Linked DNA regions of Mus musculus: region 2 is linked to region 1. Evidence: chromatin contacts called from public promoter capture Hi-C data. All regions are on one chromosome and are shown on one strand. The core of a region is the stretch at or near the end of the contact, and the rest is flanking DNA. Distances in the headings are between cores, read along the strand shown.

Region 1 (4,041 bases), core at 819-3,318:
CAAAATATGTAACAAATAACATGGAACCTATAAACATGCACAACTTTTATTTGTCAAATCATCTAGACCATTCTTTCCTTGTTACCCTCTCTCAGTAGTGAATACACTCGTGCACAATGTTTGCTATGCAACAAACACAAAGAGAATAAAGGTGAATTAAAAGAACTAAGTACGTTCCTCTTAAAGAAACCGGGGCTACAAACACAACTGCATGTTGACAGTTAGCTAAGAGATTTTACAGAGCTGTCTAGGAAGGCTTTAAGATATATGAGCAGGATATGGAAAGAAGAGAGAGCATTCACCACGTGGTAAAAGTGCAAGAATTATTTTATCCACAGAAAACTGAAAACTCCTCACAGATACATGCTAAGTTAATAGAGTAATACTTTATATACATAAATGTATAGCTTATATTTCTGTTAAATATAAATTTATATTTAATATGTAATAAAATGAAGATTTTATTAACAAAATCCTTTGAGTGATTAAGTAAAATAGTCTGCCCCTATGCACTGCTCCCCTAGCTCATCTTTAGGTGTTGGAACATTATCACTGTGGACTCACTGGACACGGAATCCCTCCTGTTGGACTGAGGCCTTCAGCACACCCTCACCATCTTCACTGTCCACCCCCATCTTTGTGATCAGAGCACAAGGAGACCCCTGACAGCACGTTCACTGCCCCCCCTCTGGACAATTCCCTTCCAGCTCTCTCAGCAGCCCTCTGCTGGCGCCCAGAGTCCTCTCTCAATGTGCCTGGGGAAGATCTGCCCCCTACTGCTACCAAAGGTCTCTCCTACTAAATCTCTTTTCTTTCTCAAAAGTCTATCCTTGGTTCAACCTCTTCCTTGAAGCTGTGAGGTTCCCTTGGTCCTATTTTTCAAAAGGCAGAACTTTACAAATGCAGCCAAAGAGAGAAATGAGAGCAGGGAAGAGATTCTTTTGGCTGAGACATACTCAAAAACGTGGTCGTGAACTGAAAAGCAGAAAGCCATCGTTTGAAAGATATATACAGTCTGTTACATCCACATTGCACGCTTAAATTACTTAGTATTTAAAATTCATATGCTGCACTAAGGAACAATTATTCTTCCAAATGACACTTCTCTTATAAACATTAACCATTCCACAAAATGGACAAGGAATTCGGTAAGTCTGGATTCCTTGGAGCCACTTCCTGTTAAGAACTAAAGATAGCGGATTCAGAATCTTAGGTTCTAGACAACATTGAACCACAGTATATAGCTGTTGCGGCTCCTAGCTGAAGGATACGTAGACAGTAAATAGCTCCCCAAAGCCAAGCTCAAGACACTTCTTCAAGTAACCCTTAGCATGTTCTATGCATCAATACCTTGGATTCCAACTTGATTTTCTCTTCACTCAGGTCCTCTGTTGCTTTCTTAATTTTCCCACGACATCTGGTAATCTCCGACCTTACTGTAATACAAACAAAATCTTTACTTGCATTCACCTTTCTGAAGCCTCCATCTTAGGAGCTGTTGGCATGTGAGGTTTCCCTCCAGGTTGCAAACTCCACTCAAGCCTTCCCTTCCCCTCCAGTCTGAGGTGCAAACACCCAGCTCCAAACGCCGAAGGCCCCCCGGGGGCAGGCCCCACCTTCCCGCATCACTCTGCGGCTCTCCTCCGCCTGATGCTCACTGAAGATGATGTGCTGAAACAAGGACTCCAGACTCATCTCCGGCCGGCTCGCCCTTAATATTTGATAAGGGAGTCTGAGGATCCTGGAAAGCACAGCGAAGAGAGAGGGCTGTCCGGCTGCTCCCTGCTGGGCTGCCCGCACCACCCACCCCTGCCCAGTGGAGCCCCATGGGGGAGCTCGGCCTGTTCCTCCATGCTCGCCCACAGCGCGGCCTGCTTCTGTGCTGGGTGCAGCTCCCACAGGAAAGTCTTGGAGAACAGACATGGCAGCCTTGGCTGGGGCCATGCTTCCCTTCCCCAGCTCCCTCGCTCCCCCAGGGGAAGATGCCTGTGGTCAGGGGCTGGCGACGTCCCCTCGTCCCCTCACGTGTGTCCAGCGCAGGCGGCCTCCACTGATCTCGCGAGAAGTCAGCTACGGGAGCCTGGTGGGGCCAGTCTGCAGGGTCTGCGCTCACGGGTCTGGGGTCTTTCTAGAGGTGGGACGCCCAGTCTTCAAGGATTACAAAGTGCAAAGTACCAGTGATTCTAAATATAAACTTTTGCAAAGTCTTATGCTGGGAGGCTCACAAAGACAAACGTACAATATCTGACATTCCGTCGTAATCATTCCTTCGTAATCAGGGCATATTTTTTTTTTTTGTCTGCTCCGAAATTAATCATTGCCTTTTGTAATCAAGCCTTGGTAATATTAACACTTCAATATCTGCACAATGTGTGTCAGAGACCAAAGTGGTTGCTAATTAAGGCTTAAATGTGAAAGGCACCTTTGGGGCTTTTACATGAGTTTTTCTTTCTTCTTTTTTTAATTAAAAAATATTTTCAGTTTCGGTAGCTCAAAATATTGACATTGTAATAAATATTTGACTTTATTATAAATGTAAAACTGACACTGGCTAGACTTTTTAAAGTAACTTTTAGTTTGAATGTGTTTTAAATTATGTAAAATAAGGTAAATGAAATTTTTTGTCACATAGAATAGGCTTAATTAATAGCCCATTAATGCCACAATATAATCAGTTATAAATTCTAACCTATTCTAAATTTCTACCTTAATTTTCATCTGGTCATGTCTGCATAAAGTTTAATGTTTGAACTATCAGAATACACACTGAAATTTGAAATGAAGTTGAAAACAATTACTTGGAGCTATTCAGAAGCAAGTATTGATGAAAATTTTCTCACTATCTTTTGGGTAGCCCTTTTGTTTTTTTGGGTAGATCTTCTGTCTTTTGGGTAGCCCTTCTTGACAAGAACTTCTTATTTACAACCTTGAAGTCCCATGAATAAGGAATAATAACATTATTTTGTTACTTGTGTTTTGATATAATAATTATTATGTAATTCAATATTTATTGTTTGTTTGCTAAGCACTCTCTTTCTGAGCATTCTACATCTATTTGAGATGATTTTTGTCATTTCTTATCTGATATAGTTAAGGAGACAGACTCAAAATATTCCAATAAAAATGAATTCATGAGACTATTCAGTTCAGTCACTATCTGAAACCTTGATGTGTACTAATTCTTTTAATCAAGCCAATTATCCCATTAGAACTATGTTTTTGTTACTTGAAAGGCTAAGTAACTTGCCCACAGTCATGTTTGATCACTAGGATGTAGCCGAATCAGCATTCGAATCCTGTGTCTCATGAAGAGGCATACTTTGTACAGGAAAGTAAGCCGAGACCAAGAAAACAGGGGTTGAGAGCCCTGAATTTAGCTTTGGATTCCGCTGTTATTTTCTTCCACACCATAAGCATAGTGAACTTACCATTGCATTCAAAGCTCTTCATGGTTATACTTTGTAACTAATAATCCTCTGATACATATGTGTATGTATCTAGTTTAGATGTACCAAAAGAAACCAAACTCTTCCATGTATTCAAGGATGGAAAATGACACTTATTATGGCTCCAACCATTTTCTCTGAGCAACTCCTTTGGAGGTTCCTGAACTGTAACACAAATACTATCAAAGGTAGGAGCTTTTTAAAGATAAAGTACAAGACTAATAACATCGCGCCCTTCAGAGTGATTTCCTGTGGGCTTGCAATGGCGGCCATTCTCACAGAAAGGCTGGTTTTCAAAACCGTGATACTTTTTCAGCATTACAGTTTTACTGGTTGCACTTGAACTCCCTTTGTTATTTAACACACCTCCATCTGTACTGAAACTTGGCAGAGTGGATTCTGGAAAGCTGTTGGAAGTCCACTTGCCTTTCTCTCATCGGAACACAGAAGAAAGACACTGGAGATTTGAGAGGAGGGTGATGTGGAAGGATGTCATTGTCAAACTCCGTAGTCATCGTCTTACACCCCACAGCATTCTAGTGTCTTTAAATCCTAGTAAAATCTTCTTAGAGGCATTACAACTATAGACATTAGC
Region 2 (4,041 bases), core at 827-3,326, 250 kb before region 1:
GCTTTCCTTGGTGGATATTCGGAAGGATCTTCGTCTGCGGGAACATTCCCTTTCCTGTGTCAGGGGCACGGGGGTGTGGGATTTGGGTGAGAAGGACGGATAGCAACCTTGCACATGTCCAGCAACCAGCCTTCTTCTCCCTTGTCTATGAATCCATGGATAATGAAACGTGTCTTGCGGTCCAGTTGGAAGTTGGAAGCATTGATGGTGGCTGGGTCGGTGGCAGAGATTATCTGGTTAAATTAGAGAAGATGAATTTGAATGTTGTCCTGGCCCATCTGCAGACCTGCGGCAGCCAGACCGATGGGACCAGTGAGATCCCAGGTCTAGAACCCTGTGGCTGAGTCCTGTGAATCTGGAAAGCGCATGTTCTCTGACTGTCCGTCTTCATGAAGCTTGAACCAGATCAGTCTTTACTGAGATGATAAAATTGCACATTTAATACTATGCTACATATTTTCTGTCTTTCTCACATGCTGATGACTGTTTTCAATCTCTGATTTTCTTTGTAGTCCATTACATTTTATTGTGTCTATTTGGACATGCTATCCTGAGAAGGGCCTGCAGGCTTCCTCGGGTAGCTAAAGAGATTCCTGGAATAAGGAAGGTAGAAAACTCTTGTCTAGAAGCCACAGGGCCTGAGCTCCAGCTTGGGGAGCCTGGTACTTCAACATAGACTTCCATATGCCCACAGGTTTGCTGGGGACTCTTATGCCAGCAAATGCTAGAAAGATAAGACAATAAAGACAGGAATGGCCATTGTGTCTACATAGTTTCCAAGATGGAGGAACTAAGTCCCGTAGTAGATAACCCCAGGCACCCAGAGATAGACCCACCTGCCAGGGGCCAAAGCTTGAACTACTTAAACTCATAGCAATGTCATCGTTTAAAAGAACTCCCTGGTCACCTGACCATCTGGAATAGGCCTGTTCTGATAATCTCCCCAGAGACCTCATATTTTCAAATCCTTTGTGTTGAATTGCATGTCTTCCTTTCCTGTCTTGTATCATCCTGGGAAGGCTATGCATATATTATTGCTCCATGAGAGAAGGGATGGAGTGCTTAGATGGGTTCTGCCTGGGCTTCTCCATAAATGTCCCCGTGTACACTTTGGTATTTTATTTGTATATTTTCTGAGATACTCAAGGCTTATGACCCTTAGAGACAAGAACTCCCACACTAGGACAGTCCCAAAGTGTTAATTATGCCCTAGCCAGCCACTTAGTGGCCCCAGTATGTGGTTCATACTGACTCCTGTCACCCAACACAGGCACTCCATGCCCACACTTACTTGGTAGTTGTTTGGATTCTCGTTTGTGTACAGAAGAAAGCGGGTATCAATGTCCTCTGGGGACCAAGGGAATATCTTCGAAGGCCGCTGAATCATCCCTGCCCAGGGCTTGTCATTGGAAAAGCATCCAAGGTGTCCATAGCAAACCTCTTTCCCTGGAGGGGGCGGGGGGAGAACAAACCACAAACAGGACAGGCATAAGGTTCTGGGAAGGAGTAATATCATCTGTCACAGGAAGGGTTTCCAGGTGGACCCTGGATCTTCTGCACTTGTAAGAGCTGTTGGGTGCTGGACACATCTAACACATACACACTTCCAGGTTTCTTTCTCAGACACTCTACCCTGAGGGTCCTAGGTTTGTCCTTCAATGGCATGTTTAGTAAGCACCCTTGCCCACAGGCAAAACTCAAAGCACATCCACCTATGATAAAATAGCACAGGAAGCTGCCAGGCAGCTCAGTGCAAGTCACACAGTTCTTCACGTTAAGTACTTACTACTTAGCATGAACTAATTACTACTTAAACATTAAGTTCTTACTAAGCATGACATGCCATTTATCCATCTCAGTCTCCATGATATCAAGCTCAGGACATCATCTTTCCTCTAGAGGGATGGTGACAGCATCCTCACCTCCGACTGTGGCCAGCAGAAGGCTGACGAGCCAGCAGAGCAACATCTGCACGGATGGAAACAGACATCCACGGACATCCATAGGCATAGGATAGGGATGAGGCCAGCAGAGGCTGGACCCAAAGAGGCAGTTGGTTCTGGAGTGCACTGGGGAATGTGAACAACTAGAAGACCGGCAGCCTGTGTAGGTGGGGCTGTCCCGGGTGGGCGGTACGGGAGGCTGTGTAGGTGGGGCTATCCCCAGTGGGCGGGACCGGATGCTGAGGCCTCCCAGAGTTTAATGATCGTGGCAGCACCACCCTGGGACCTTCCGGCTCAAAGTCTTCTCCTGAAGTCACCTCCCCTTTTGGCCCTAAGCCCAGCTTCTCTCCTTGTTCAGGTGTCACTATGATTTACTGTGGTACACTGGGATGTATAGTTATGACCAGAGGCCATGACCCTTTATAAACAAGTTTTCTTTTTTGAACTCCATTGAAGAAATAACAGGGCAGGAGAGATAAAGCTGCACATGAGTGCTCTGAACCCCAGTTATCATAAACAATGAAAAGGAGTATTTGTGAAGATACACAACTTGGTCACTTGAGGGGTGGAACAGGTGGGCAGCAGTCCTCAGCCTCAGTGAACTCAGAAAGAGGCTGGAAAGGCACAGAGGGTACAGAAGGAGATAGCCATACCAGTGACTTTGTTTCCAACCAGGTTTGTTTAGAAACAATCTTTGCCATTTGCAAAGCACCTGTGGTACTTTGACCTGGAGATAAGAAGTGGAAATGTTTTCTTTCCTTCAGAGCTAAGAAGCCGTCCTGAGTGAGTAGCCAGGTGCCACCCTGCCGTGTTTCAAGTTGGCATTGCGTGGACACACTGAAGGATATACAGTGGGAAAGTATCCAAGTTGGCATTTCCTAGCTTTAACAGCCCTCAGATGTTCTCCGCTTGCCCAGGCTTCACTAAGCTAGGCAGCCCATCTGGTACTGAGGCTGTGGTCAACTCAATGCCCTTGATTCCAGTCTCTGACCAAGGGGGACAGACATCACTGAAGGGTCGCGGATAGCTGCTGAGACAGCACAGGTAGCTGTGTGGCTTTCTACAGAGTGCCTTGGCATCAGCAGTCCTCCCCCCCACCCCCACCTCTTCTGAATACGTGAGCAACTCCTAGGCCTGGTTGAGTGTGACCATGGCTCCAGCTACAGATCAGTCAAAGAATCAAGGGAAACATCTCCATAGAGAACAGTGGTGGCTCTCCTGGCACACACTGCTCTGAGGGAGAGCTAGACACCAGAGTTACAGTTCCTGTAATGTGAGAAGTCTTTCTTGTTATTCCCAGGTTCCAGGTTTTGTTCCGAAGGCCAAGGATAGGACATGGTCATCCTCACTTCCAGAAGTCCGATAAAACAGATTTATGCCATGTGAGGAAACACTTTCCAAAGGCTAAACTCACTAGAAAACTGCTCAGGGGTTTTGTGCTACATCCACTCCAGTAGTGACAAGTGCAACAGGCCCCAAAAACCTGGGCACTGTCCCAAGGCGAAAAGTTCACGGAAAATTAGTCTCCTGGAATCGTGGCATCCTGTATAAAGAATGCTCCAATGTCCTTGCTTTAGTTGGTAAACAGATCTGTGTGCTTTCCCTTAATATTGCTTTATCACAAGTGCTCCTAAGGATTGATTTTTTTTGACATATAGCTAAGTTAGATTCTAGGCAGTCCTTGATCCGACCTTGGACATGGATAGCTAAGTCACTGCCCTACACAGGAATTTATCATTATCTAGGAAGAAGGAAGTTTGTGATCTAAGAAGGAACCAGAGTAGATACTTAGAACTATAGATAGCTGAGTTACACCCATACACAAGTATTTACTATGGCCTAGGGGGAAGGTGGACTATACAATAGACTAGAATAGGAACTATGGCAAGGGCACAAAGCCCTTGCCCCTGGTTTCTAAGATTAAGTGGACCTTAGGTGCTTTTTGATCCCAGTTGTTAACACTGAATTTTATCTCATTTGGTTCCTGTCAGTCATTCCCTGTTTGCATTCCTCTGTTTTGTGTAAGAATCCAGTAACTTCTTTGTACCTTACCATGTCACCCAACTTCCCTATTTTCTTCTGTATAAAAAGTTTGATG

Evidence for each region. Promoter capture Hi-C pulls out the DNA fragments that hold promoters and counts their contacts.
Region 2: a contact with region 1 is called in a promoter capture Hi-C map of stem cell-derived epiblast-like cells, with 3 times the contacts expected there. The contact joins the promoter of Pnliprp2 here to the promoter of Ccdc172 in region 1. A contact is called at or near these places in 2 of 39 promoter capture datasets (hippocampal neurons and stem cell-derived epiblast-like cells).

The regions. Positions count from the first base shown.
Region 1 is chr19:58,510,012-58,514,052 of GRCm38.p6, reverse strand. It overlaps Ccdc172 (coiled-coil domain containing 172), which reads right to left and starts at 2,068. Exons shown (of 9, transcript NM_029372.3): 1 at 1,987-2,068; 2 at 1,617-1,741; 3 at 1,351-1,436. The coding sequence starts at 1,695.
Region 2 is chr19:58,757,758-58,761,798 of GRCm38.p6, reverse strand. It overlaps Pnliprp2 (pancreatic lipase-related protein 2), which reads right to left and starts at 2,076. Exons shown (of 12, transcript NM_011128.2): 1 at 1,923-2,076; 2 at 1,292-1,446; 3 at 108-233. The coding sequence starts at 2,010.